2 separate regions of the Canis lupus genome follow, and region 1 is linked to region 2. The links are chromatin contacts, called in public Hi-C maps. All regions are on one chromosome and are shown on one strand. The core of a region is the stretch at or near the end of the contact, and the rest is flanking DNA. Distances in the headings are between cores, read along the strand shown.

The links. A called contact is a pair of places that touch in the nucleus more often than the background predicts.
Region 1: a Hi-C map of skin fibroblasts shows a contact between it and region 2, with 2.0 times the contacts expected there. The contact joins two enhancer-like sites. A contact is called at or near these places in 3 of 9 Hi-C or Micro-C datasets (blood and skin fibroblasts).

The regions. Positions count from the first base shown.
Region 1 is chr34:41,002,174-41,008,762 of UU_Cfam_GSD_1.0, reverse strand. No RefSeq gene overlaps it. Among named protein-coding and RNA genes, the nearest start is that of TBL1XR1, 13 kb to the right of the region's middle. Within about 2 kb of position 2,727, at least 5 of the 20 cell types and tissues checked have an H3K27ac peak or open chromatin away from gene starts, as enhancers often do.
Region 2 is chr34:40,847,522-40,853,949 of UU_Cfam_GSD_1.0, reverse strand. TBL1XR1 (F-box-like/WD repeat-containing protein TBL1XR1) reads left to right here. Exons shown (of 15, transcript XM_038583941.1): 4 at 1,324-1,546; 5 at 2,316-2,448; 6 at 2,999-3,140; 7 at 5,638-5,701; 8 at 5,792-5,889. Among named protein-coding and RNA genes, the nearest start is that of TBL1XR1, 140 kb to the left of the region's middle. Within about 2 kb of position 1,414, at least 3 of the 20 cell types and tissues checked have an H3K27ac peak or open chromatin away from gene starts, as enhancers often do.

The DNA.
Region 1 (6,589 bases), core at 1,478-3,977, 150 kb before region 2:
CCCCCCCAACACCGTGCTGGGCCCAGTGGACCAAGGTGTAGCTGGTCGCGATTGGTCCCCCCCGGGAGCGCACCCAGGACCTGTGCGGCTAGCCAAGTCCCTCAGTGGCCCTGCTCCCATGAATGAGAGGGGACCAAAGCCATAATCCAGAAAGACCTTCTTCTGGGGCCTGGGGGCGAAGGTATAAAGGGACCCGGAAGTGGCCCTGCTGGGCTCTGGGTTCCTGGGCAGCACAGACCCTGGGCTGCAGAGGATAGGCCACACGCCTGGCACCTCGCTATAGGGCTGCACGTGGACGTGCCCTTCTGGGCAGACGGTGTTCACATGATCCTGCGGCTCTCCTGACTGGGCTGCTGAAAACCTGGCTTCAAGCACACAGCTGGCCATAGTATCTTACGGCTCGGATGGAAAATATTCAACAATTCGCTCTCTTCCTACTGCCTTATAGTTCTTATTTTTCCCCTTGACCCTAATTACTCCTTGACCTAGAATCCCAGGGTGTTGGAAACTGAGGAATCCTTTGAGATCAAACGCAGCAGCCTCTTGCTTTCTGCATGATAGAAGTGAGGCCACTTTGTGCTTTCTGCCCCACTTAATTCTTCTGATACCTGCTCACATTCTGCACCGTTCACAAGCTCCCGGAAAATATGAGCTAGAAAAATCTGCTCGCTGCAAATCTTGCTCTGCGTAGTCCCAAACCCAAACTAAGGAGTACAGGAACCGGAAAGGCAGCTAGACACCCATGTGCTTTGACACCGAAAGAGCTCCATTATGATCTCCGTTATGTTATTTGTACCCTAGACAAAGTTCTTATTTCATTAGTTAAAAACTTCTTTGAGGGACACCTGGGGGGCTCCGTGGTTGAGCGTCTGCCTTGGGCTCAGGGCGTGACCCCAGGGTCCCAGGATCAAGTCCCGAATCGGGCTCCCTGCAGGGAGCCTGCTTCTCCCTCTGCCTGTGTCTCTGCCGCGCTCTCTGTCTCTCATAAATAACTAAATAAAATCTTTTTAAAAAAGTAAAGAAACCTTCTTTGAGAGTAGGGGCTGTGTCTTTTAAAGTTTGTTTTAATATATACAGAGTCAAGCACAGTATTACCAATGCCCAGGAGTTTAGTAAATATTATTTGTTGATGATGAGCTGTTCTATCCCCTCAGCTGCCAAGCGGCATCCTACATCATCGCCCCAGACAGGTGAGAATCCATTCTGCTCCTAAAGCCCTCCCAGGAGTGGGAATCTAAACCTTCTTCCATAACTCATTTGAGTGTCTGATAAGGCTTAGAGTCGGCAGGAAGTCTCTTCCTAAGAAGGCGGCATTTAGGAACACTGCGCAGTAAATGCTGGAGTCCCAGAGGCATTGGGGCCAGTCACTTGAATGACAAGGTTCTGTCCCGAGGGATGGGGTGAGGGAGCTGGGCAGGTGTCTGAGGGGAAGGCAGTCACATGAGGAAGAAAAAGGGCACAGTTTAGGTTTCTGTCCTGTTCAGAGAAAGTGGCATTGTTCACACTTGTTAGGAGAATAGCCTGGTGTTAAAAGGGTGTGGGATGGGTAGGCATTGGGGAGGTGGGGAGGTGGAAGGTGGGGAGGGCGGAGGGGGGAGGTGAGGAGGTAGGGAGGTGGAGAGGTGGGAAGGGGAGGGGGGAGGTGAGGAGGTAGGGAGGAGGAGGGGGGAGAGGGAGGAGGTGGGGAGGGCTCTAGGGGTGACGGGGGAAGGCAAGTGTGCCCAGCCCTGTACACCCCTCCCCGGAGTGGTCCGAGACCATAAATTGCCATGACCATTCCACGGACATCAGTGTTAGTTCCTGTTAAGAGAGGAAACCCTCATACCCTAGCCACTCTATGAGTGATCTGGATATTTCCTCTGCAGAGAGAGACAGAGAGACAGAGGAAGACAGAGACACAGAGACAGAGGGAGAGATAGTGCACACCCGCACATAAGAGGAGGGGCCCGCGGGAGCAAAGGGCTAGAGGTGAGAGAAGCTTAGTCGGCGTCTAGCATCCTCTCGGCCCAAAGAGCTCAGCCAGGGGACCCACGTCGGGCCGAAAACCCAAACTGATCCCTCCAACAGCGGAACCGCAAACTCGGGGACTCTCTGGGAGAGGAGGCAGGAGGGCGGAGCTGGAGGGAGAGCGAGGACAAAGTGAGGCCGCGCAGGTGAGAGACAGTAGGTCTGCTGAGATCCTGCCCCGGAGGGATAAGATAGAGCTGGGCCTCCAGGGAGTGGGCTGATGGAGAGGGTACGTGTCAGGGCCCACATGTACCCCGTGCCTGGGTCCTGGGCTGGGAGGCACGGACCTAGGCCGGGGGATGGAGCGTGGCGCCTGGCTTCCCTCCTGGGACTTGGAGTGACCTGCCCCCGGATGATGTTCAGATGATGTTTGTACCACTGGATACATCCAACGAAGTGTTCAAGACACATTTCCTGCACCCCGATTATTTGGAGGAGAGAGGAGCCTGCACCTGGCTAGAGCTTGTTTCCAGGTGGCTGAGACCAGGCAGGTTTGGGCATGCGAGGTCGTGGTGGTGGGGGAATTGGTCGATGATGATGGTAACGAGTCACCCAGGAGACCCCGGGTCAGGTGACATGTGTCCCGGTCCCGCAGGCCTTAGCCAGTCTTTCTTGGGGGCCCCGCAAACAGAGAAGGTAGTTGACTGGAGAACAGTGGAGAGCAGCGGAGTTAAGAACCTGAGATAACACAAGGAGTCCATGAGGTATCTATCGGGAGCCTAGGGAGGAAGTGTGGGCAGGAGGGAATGAGTCATAACAGTGGGTTATGAGCCTTCCAAGGATCGTCAACCCCTTGGAATAGAACAAAGGCTGCACATGCTTGTTCCATCCCCTGTTTCTTACCAGCTCCCACAAGTCACTTTCTACAGCTCTGTGGGAACCTGACGTTATTGTCTTCAGATCGTAAATGACTTACTTGACGAATGCCGAAATCACAGGACTGTGGGTAAAGAAAATAATCTCCACATATAAGAAAAGGATCCCTAATCCATTCCCCAAAGTCCTCTCTCTTCCCTCGCCTGTGCATGCCTGTGTGCATGTGTGGACGGGGATGCCTGTTCCAGATATCAGCATCATCCTCAACGCACACGTTTCGAGGCATTTTCAGGTCAGAAACTTGAGTTAAAACCAAAGCCGGCCAAAGCCCTAAATACCAGGCCTGCTTTTCTTGGCATTTTCCAGGGTCTCTGGCACACATCCATGAAAAATAATGAAATACCACTTGTTAGATTTTTGGGTGATGGTTGGGCCTTTTATTCACTTCTGCTTACACGTTACTAGGTACCTGTTTTATATCAAATCAAGCTGGGCGGCTCATTTAAGATGTTTACTAGATGCGAGGCTGATCCGTCTGTGATCATACTGGCATTTCCATAATGGGCTACTGGCTCAAATATTTCCTCTATAAACCAGGCAGATGTATGTATTCAAAGCTGAGACTATGCCCTTTAGACAACAACGTTTTCCCACATTCTGACTTAGGCCTAAGGAATTGCTAGGGTGTGAGCATGGGTATTACTTATTAACAGAGATTCTAACCTCACCTTTTAATAAGATTAGAGAAAAAAGAATCCTTTTTCCATACTTAGGATATGTTTTATAATCTTTTTTAAGCACTTGTCCATGTTCCCACTCTGCTGTACCTAGTAGGGGAACTTGTGCCCCTATCGGGCAGTTGGGTGAGACATGGGGTAAGTTGGAAGAGCGTGCCCTAAATGCTCTGCCCACAGCTCAAAGGTCTTTACATTTTCCTTTATCGTCCCATTCTATACTGTTTGCTATGCTATAAAAATGCCCCCCCCACAATACCCCACAAATAACTGGACCATTCAGCATACTATACCAGATTTAACCAGCTTTGCTTTTTGTGTTTCTATTACTTTGATTGAGTACTTTGGCCTCATGCCTGTGCAGTAGTTAACGTGTGTGTGTGTGTGTGTGTGTCAATTCTGTAGGCCGTAAACCTACAGATAGCGTTCCAAAAGCCTCCAAGTGAGGCACGAACCTACAGCTCCAGATGTGGGTAACCGGTGCTCGCCTAGAACGCTGACTCTGTGCCTTGTGCATGTAATACATAAAACAAACTGATACATAAAACAAGCGTAATCTCTACCATCGAGAAACTCCTGGTCCGGTGGCTGAGACAGACTGTAAATCAAATAATCAGATGCGTGCAAAGCGGTCCCCATGAGAAGCACTGGAAAGGAGCAGAAACCTGTTGTACAGAGACCATTGGAGTAATCAGGAGATTTGGTCTTGTCCGGGGGTCGGGAAGATTTTTCCAGGAGAGTAATGCTTGTGCTGAGACCTGGAGGAGACGTAAAAGTACCCGGCTCACCAAGGAGCGGAGACGTGGCGTGGGAGGAGGGGGCAGGCGCCCCAGATCTGTGGTGGGAAGGAGCAGAGCCCCGGTGAGAACCGGAGGAAGCTCCACGTGGCTGCAACACAGAGCCCAGGCCCAGGAGGAAGCACGCCTGCGGGCTTCAGAGGTTTGGGCGTTCAAGGTTCACAAGCCGCCCTGTGCAAACACACTGGAGGGAAGCAGAGAGGAAGCAGGGAGTTTATTGTGGAGGAGAGATCCTGCTCTTGGTGTCTCTGTGTATATTTAACCAGCGCATGGGATTTAAGGAGATCTCGAAGATGAGATTCGTTCCAAAGCTTCCAAGTGTTAATTCACGTGGTTGCTCCAAGTAGATCGCTGTTTATCAGCTTAAAGCTCCAAGGATCAAGTCCCTAAAATTCATTGTGGGCAGTTCTCCCAATACGGTTTCCTGGTTGATCTGTCGTCCAGGTGGTGGCACGCCATGGTGCACACACAAGCCGCGTCCGGGGGCTCCCACTGGGCCGCCCGGGCGGGGGACGCGCAGCGAGTTCAGCGGGTGCTCAGGCAGCTCCCTGAGCTTGGCTTCGTGGAACAGGGGGAACTGCGGCCGAGACTCTCCTGCCGGGCCGGGGCCCCTGGTAGGCCTCTGATCCACGGTCACGGGAGACTCACCTACTGGGCGTTCCTTTCGGTTCCGCCTCTCGCCTTTTTTGCTCCCCGACTTCGTGTTGCTATTGGCTCGAGCGGTAGGTCAGTGCCGCTGCAGATGGTCTCCCCGACGGCCTCTCATGTCCTGCATCGGAAAGTTGTAGTAAGTCTCTGGAAACTGTGGCTTCCTACTCAATTCCTAGGTGAGAAACAAAGTGTTTGGTAAGTACCCTGGCCTCCCCACCTCCCTACCTCTACACCAAGGCCTCCTTGTTAATTAAGAACAGCTCTAGTGGGCTGCGGTGCAGGCTCCAGGTGAGGAGAGAACGCTGTTTTGTGTTTGATAGTTTGGGGCCGAGTGGGACAGTGACCTCTCTCTCTAACAACAAAACCCATGAAGTCGCTTCTTCTTATGGCTGAACTTCCTTATTGTATAGCTAGGCTCGCTCAGGGAGACGTTGTGACTGACAGCCACATGTCCTAGGAAGCACAACCCCTCGGGATGCCTGGCTGGCTCAGTCCGAGGAGCATGCGACTCGCTCTCGGGGTTGTGAGTTCGAGCCCCACCTTAAGTACAGGGATTACTTAAAATACAAAAACAAAAACACAAAGTTTCTTCCTGCCGTGAGCAGGCTCTTCCCAAAGGCATTGGGATATTCCATTTTGGGGTGGGAAAGGTCACGACCCCAACTCTCCCCGAGACAGAGTAACGCTGAGATTCATTGCTCTGCGATATTGTCCTGGGCGCAAGTTCCCGAGTGGAATGTGGCGTGAAACAGAATTCTTGCAGAGTTGCTCATGTGTGCAGCTGTGCGTGGCATGAAAATCCCCAGAGCAAACCTCCAGGCTGCCAAAAAGAGCTGGGCCCAAGCTCCTGGGGAGAGCACACTTGTGGGCCACTCGAGCTCCGGGGGACGGGGAGGCAGCTGGGCCCCCACTCCCCTCTCAGTCCCTTCCCCGCACCCCTGCTGCCTGCTGGGGAGGCTGGGGTCCCCCCTCCGCTCCCCATCTCCCCTCCCCGTCCCCCACTTCCCGAGGCGCCCCCCAGCTCGGAGTGGAGGAGCTCTCTGGGGGTGCAGGTGTCCACCCCCCACGGAGGGTCTCCGGCCTCTGGTTCTTGGGTCCGCGTCGGGTCGGAGCCTGCTGCCGCCGTGGAGCCGAGTGGACCGTGAGCAGCAGGGCCGCTGGGCCGCTCGGCCAAGGCCAGCTCTGTGTCGGCCCGGGGACCGCACACCCTCTGCTGGAGCACAGGGGGGCCCAGCCAGGCCCCCAGGACCTCGGGCCCTGGGGTGGTGGCTGGGCGACCTCAGGCTGCTGCCAACTCAGCCTGTCCCCCGCTTCCTCGCCTGTGGACAAGGGATACCTGGGTCCGCGCCCCTGCGATGGCGACTGGAACGGAGCGAGCCCGTGAGTCAAGGTGAGCCCATCTCCGCTCGGCAGCCGGCAGGGCTCCAGCCCTCAGGCCATTGCTGTCACCTTAGTGGGGTTGACCCCAGCGCCGAGGCCCCACTGCCAAACAGGAGAAACTGTTTGAGGGGCGCCCCCTCTCCCCCGCTCTGTATACCTGTGTGACATGGGACAATGCTGACAAAACACCCTGGTCTTGTATGG
Region 2 (6,428 bases), core at 165-2,664:
CTGAAAAATCCACTAATATTAAATTAAATGTGTCCTCATTGACTTTTAGTGTTTTCTGTCCCAGATTATCCTTTATCACAGGGGGTGAGAAACAGTCTCCACCAGTGGCCAGAGTTAAAGTCTCATGGTATCTGAAAAATACATATTTTGTAGATTTAATGTAGTACTCTACGGTGTATCTGTGTTGGCATTAAATAAATTACTTAAATTCTCCAGCTCCTCAAATACTCCATTGCAGCTGACAGCTCAGAAAGATGCGCGGTGTTGTTGTAGCTCAGAGCAACCCCCTCACTGCCCTGTAGGTAGGTCTTGGGTTAGTGCACCTTGAGCAGCCTGAGTGAGTTGGGCCTTACATGTGCATTGTCCCAGTTTCTGTTTCTGACTTGTTCTGTCTCCATGTGGCCACTGGAGAACTTTTTATTAACTTGTAGCCTCCTGATATCAATGGGAGGAGCTTTGTAAACTTACAGCAATGCCATAAAATTAAAGAGCACCCGTCTCAGAGTGAGGGTGGTACTTCTCGAATGTTCGTGTGCTAGAACTACCCGAGAGGGCTTGTGAAAGCAGGGATTCCCGAGCCCCTCAGAGATTTCGACTCTGTAGGTTTGACTGTCCGTTTCTAACAGACTACAGGTGCGGTGGCCGTGCTGGTGGTCCTCAGGTCACCGAGGAAGAGCGCCAGCTAGGAGTGCCCGGCGCCTGGCCTGGCCCTGGGACTTCCGCACATCTGCCTCTAAACCTTAGTGCTCCCATCTCGTCGTTAGGAGAATGAGACGATCAGATGGCCGAGCATCTGACGACTGTTTCTTGTTTTGATATTGAATCAAATTACGAGAAATTTTTTAGTCCTTTTTTTTATTAAGATTTTATTTATTTATTCATGAGAGAGACAGGCAGAGGGAGAAGCAGGCTGCTCGAGAGGAGCCCAATGCGGAACTGGATCCTGGGACCCCCCCGGGGTCACGCCCTGAGCTAAAGGCAGACGCTCAGCCCCTGAGCCACCCAGATGCACCAAGTCCTCTTAAAGCTATTTTAAAAGTTTTTTGTTGTAAAGAAGTGTTTATCCTAATGTGGCCCCAAGCCTCTCTTCCCGTTGCATGAACTCCTTAGTGTTGTTCATTGCTTTTCCCCGACGGAATTTTGGGATCTAATTAATAAACTTCTTATCACCTGGGCCCACTTTTCACTATTCCTTTCAATATTTCGGCTTTATCCTCACCAGTATGAACTAGGTGGGAAGGAGAATTTCAGCAGCTCCTTGCCGTTGCTTCACCCTAAGTATGTCTCTTTCGTGTTTTCTGCCTCAAAATTCTCCATCTCCAGGATGGTACCTTGTTCGATGGTCGGCCAATAGAGTCTCTGTCGCTGATAGACGCCGTAATGCCTGATGTGGTGCAGACCAGACAGCAAGCTTACAGGGATAAGCTCGCACAGCAGCAGGCCGCAGCTGCCGCCACCTCCACAGCCGCCACAAACCAACAGGGGTCTGCAAAAAATGGAGAAAACACAGCAAATGGGGAGGAGAACGGAGCACATACTATAGCAAGTGAGCTGAAATAAGAATTTCTAAAAATTCCTTTGCAGGAAAAGTATTTTGCTTTGTGTAGATGTGTCATCTTCTAAACTGAAGTAACATCGTCTGTTTCATTTATGCCAACTTGTTCCCTTAACTTGTATCACAATTCAGATTTTTATTCCTGAAGCTCCAAAAAGCTAGATTTACTTTCATGGATTTTATTTTCTTCTTTAAATATTTAGAAACCATTTTCTACTATAAGATAAATTTTGTTGTTTGCTCTTGACTTTGAAAGAAAATTTGTAATACTAGTCATTAACCCAGTAAAGCTCTGACATGGAGATAGGAAGGCAACTCTCATGTTATATGAATGATATCAGCAACCCCTACTGGCAGAAATTCAGAATAGTGTTGGCATGGACTATATTTAATTCAGATCATTTTATCATTTTAGCCTTGTTTGGCTCTAACCTTTTTGCAGTCTTTCTCACTGCCTCCTCATCACCCCAAACACACACACACACACACACACATACACACACACACACACACACATCTTTTTAAAAATAGTAGGGTCAGACGTAACTAAAGATAGGAATTTATTTCTCGTGTGACAAGTGCTGTATAATTATTTTTGCCATTACCTGACATAGTTTTTTGGTTTTTGGTTTTTGTTTTTTGTTTTTTTACATTATATGTTACAAGGGAGGTATAAAATGCTGGTTAAGAATTATTTTCCCCCCTCAGGGCGTTATAATAATACCTAACCGGAATTTTCCACTTGATTCTCATGACACAGATAATCATACTGATATGATGGAAGTGGACGGGGATGTTGAAATCCCTCCTAATAAAGCAGTTGTGTTACGGGGCCATGAATCCGAAGTTTTCATCTGTGCCTGGAACCCCGTTAGTGATCTCTTGGCATCGGGGTATGTTTCTTAATGTGAGACTTAAATATCCTACTGAACGAGTACACATTTTATAAAAGCATTACTGACATGTTTTTGTTGCTTCTTTGTGGTCCTTTTGTCTCTGTAAATCTTTATTTCTTCATAACTTAATCTTAAGTTATTTTTTGAAAAGGTATACTTATTTGAGAGAGAATGCGCACACACAAGCAGGAGGGGGAGAGGGAGAGGGAGAGGGAGAGAATCTCAAGCAGCCCCCACACTGAGTACAGAGCCCGACTTGGGGCTGGGTCTCAGGACCTGTGAGATCATGACCTGAGCCAGAAGGAAGAGTCAGTTGCTCAACCAACTGTGCCCTCCAGGTGCCCCCATAATCTTAGAAGTTTTAATTAAGCTTCTTCAAAAGTGCTGAGGGCCCCCAAAATGGAGACTAAGGAATATAGTGGAAATGGAAACCCCAGAGAGTCTAGTTTTTATTTGCCTTATTAATAATAGTATGTAAATATGTTGCTTTGATTCTGGGATACTTGAGAATATCATGACAATTTAAAATATATTGCATACTTTCTAGGTCTGGAGACTCAACAGCAAGAATATGGAATCTTAGTGAAAATAGCACTAGTGGCTCCACACAATTAGTACTTAGACATTGTATACGGGAAGGAGGGCAAGATGTCCCAAGCAACAAGGATGTGACATCCCTAGATTGGAATGTGAGTATCACTGTATTATCCGTGATGACTACAGTTCCTAATCTACTTAACATCTCTGAACCTCAGACTAATAGCAGCGTTTGTCCATTTGTTCAGATATTTTTGAATTTCACTAATAAGAACGACAACCTAGGACTCCCCGTTCTCAAATATGCTATTAAATCAAAGGCTGGCCCTCCAGCAGTCAGACCTAGGTTCGACTTGCAGCTCTGCAGTTGATCTTGCAGCAGAACCTTTGTCACACTGGTGGTTGCCCCTCTGCACTTCATGCTCCTCAAATGTTAGGTAGAGGTGTGGTAATGGTAGTACATAAATGGGGTGATAGATGAAAATCAACAACTGGCACACACTAAGTCCTTAACTGCGAAGTCCTTTGCTAGGGGTAAGAGAAATTTGCAAAATAAAAGCATGTTCTTGTTTTTCTCATTTTGCTCAGAACTGCTGAAGACTTCATTGCCGACTGCCTTTTAGGGACCATTAGTCTAGGCTCTGCTGTAGCTGTGGGAATCTTACAGTTAGCTGATCCTCTATGTCATTCCACATCTTTCAGAGATACCTTTAGTGCTCTGACTCACCAGAAAGTTTGAGCTCCTCGTTGACAAAGCTTCACCCGTCGGTTTCAAGTACATGATAACCAGCTCTGTTTGTTTCCATTTCCAACTATGATTGATTTGTGGAAAATTAGCATTTTTAAAGTTCCTGTATATTTTCCTTTATTCCATGTTGCCTTCTTTCCTTCCTTGTGACTTTGCATCCATTTTTTACCTGTCTTCCCAAGCCTAAGAAACATCTTAGACAATTTTAGTATTCTTGAGCATTTCATGGGGTTCGTGGTTCTTTCTTCAGCAAACAAACACCCTTTCCTCCTCCAGCCCCTGTCCAACAACTTTTGTGCGACTTTCCAAAGGATCTTCCAAATCCAAATCTCATTCCAATGAATGAGGTCTTTTTTTAAAAACGGTTTCTCCAGCAGAAGTTCTCAGTTCTTATGAAATTTTTCTAAAACAAATTCCTGTAGGGTCAGGACTAAGAATTATCTTCTCAACATAGGACCTTATTCTATCTTAAGTCAAAGGCCTTATTGCCCTCATATACTGTTTGGCTCAGAAACCATTTATTTTAACTTAATGAAATTTACAGGTTACCGTGAAAAGGATGGTTAACAAATGTTTGTTGAGCTTGGTGATTCTGAACTGCAAGTTATAGTTTGTGGAAGTGTGGACTTTTCAAACATATTATTCACTGTGAATTTGAATCTTCCACCAACGGGAAAACATTATCCTTGATGAATGGTTCTTTTCCATGACTAATGCAAGAGCCTGTGAGATACGCTATCTTTAAAGTATTCTTTTCCTACTGTGGTGGTCCATGAACTAAGACATCCGGGGGCCAGGAGTTTTAAGGAAGCTTCCCATCGTGCAGAGTCTAGAAGTTGGCTTTTGCTCTTGGTTTCAACATGGCTCCTTCTTCAGATGAAACTGTGGAACCAGATTCTGGAAGGACTGAACCTACATCCCCTAGTACCAGCATCTGTTTGTTTTTCACTTACCTGTACAGCTGACTGGCTTGAGAGGTCTGAAAAAAGGCGATCTTGTTTTCAATTCCCTTTCCAAAAAGCATCCACAAGGCACTGAGTAAGGCAGGACTTCATTCTGTGTCTTCAGTAGTGTTCACTAATCCCAGCAGTAGTCTGTTGAATGCACGCTGTAGCTTGCACTTCCATAGATCTGTCCTTCTGTTGTACCATTCATCAGGGCCAGGCACAGCAAGGGAATGTAAGAGTAGAGAAATTGGTTATGGATTTCTCCCTGCGGTAAAGTAGTTCCAGGCACTTGTACTCACTTCATTAACTATAAAGTCAGCCTACACTCTTTTCTGGCTCTTTTTTTTTTTTTTTTTTTTTTTAATTGGTAAGGATTTCATATTGGGAAAATTAACAAAGGAAAGAAACATTCACTGATATTTAAGTATCTGATCATCTGAAACGGCAATATTGTTTGGCTCACACACAATACAAGCTTCATTTAGGCTTTAGTAAAAGATTTAGAGGGAGGACCATATAAAATCTTCTAACCATAACAGGATGTTTTAGCTGGTTTTGCTTTTTACTCTATAAAATCATTATAAGGTGATGATTAGGGTGTCTTTCCTAGTGTACCGCCCTACTCCCATTTTCAGCCACGTGCATCTATGACGATACTGTAGACCTTAGTGTGCATCAGAGTGGTGTGGGTCCTGCTCCAGAGTAGTTCCTGCCATTTTTGAGATTTGGATATAAGGCTGCCACACTGACTAGGTGCTGATTAAATTCCAGCTTCACAGCAGTGAAGGGTGCTTTGTAGGTCTTCGGTAGCGTTCCCAAATAGGCAGAGGGGAAGTTTTGAAGCAGAGAAAGTCAAGGATCTGCTGTCCCTAGGATTTAAACATGAAATAGCCAAATAACAATTAAATGCCCTTTCTGGATTATGTAATTGAAGGAAGTGTGTTTCTCTGACAGAGCGAAGGTACACTTCTAGCAACTGGTTCATACGATGGATTTGCCAGGATATGGACTAAAGATGGTAAATGAAGCATTTTTCTTTTTCTATGTTGTTGTTGATCTGAGTTATAAAGCTTGAGATAATTTTAAAGATTTTCTTTTTGAATAATAGGTAACCTTGCTAGCACCTTGGGGCAGCATAAAGGCCCTATATTTGCATTAAAGTGGAATAAGAAAGGAAATTTCATCCTCAGTGCTGGAGTAGACAAGGTAAGCGAATGTTAAACTAGATTTTCTGAAGGTCAGTGTGTTACACAGTATAACTGAAAGTAGTATTTTGTCCTGCTGATCACGTAAACAATGAAACATCCACAAATGGGAAATTCAGGTATGAATTTATGATAATAGTAGAAATGCTCTCAGATTTTTTTATCAGCTCATTCCTGAAATTATTCATCAAAATGTCATTTATCTTTTATCTTTTTGACCACTCATCTTTGCTGAAATCATGGATGTCATATCTCTTGTACTCTGCTTCTCTTCCCCAGTTTCTAGTTTATCTCAGCTGTAAAAATGGCTCCAGAGTGATTCCTTGAGAAATCTTAGAGCCAGTCTGTTAGCCGAACTCCTGGTGCTTAATTGAAAATGTAAAAAACGCAGATTCTTCGCAGCTTTTTTCACCTAACTAGGCTGGAAAATATGGATAGGTTGGAACTATGGGCTCCGTGCTCTTTCGTTTTCTTAGGTCATCCCCTTTATCCCACACCTCCCAAAAATAATACAGGTTTAAGATGATTTTAATCCAGGAA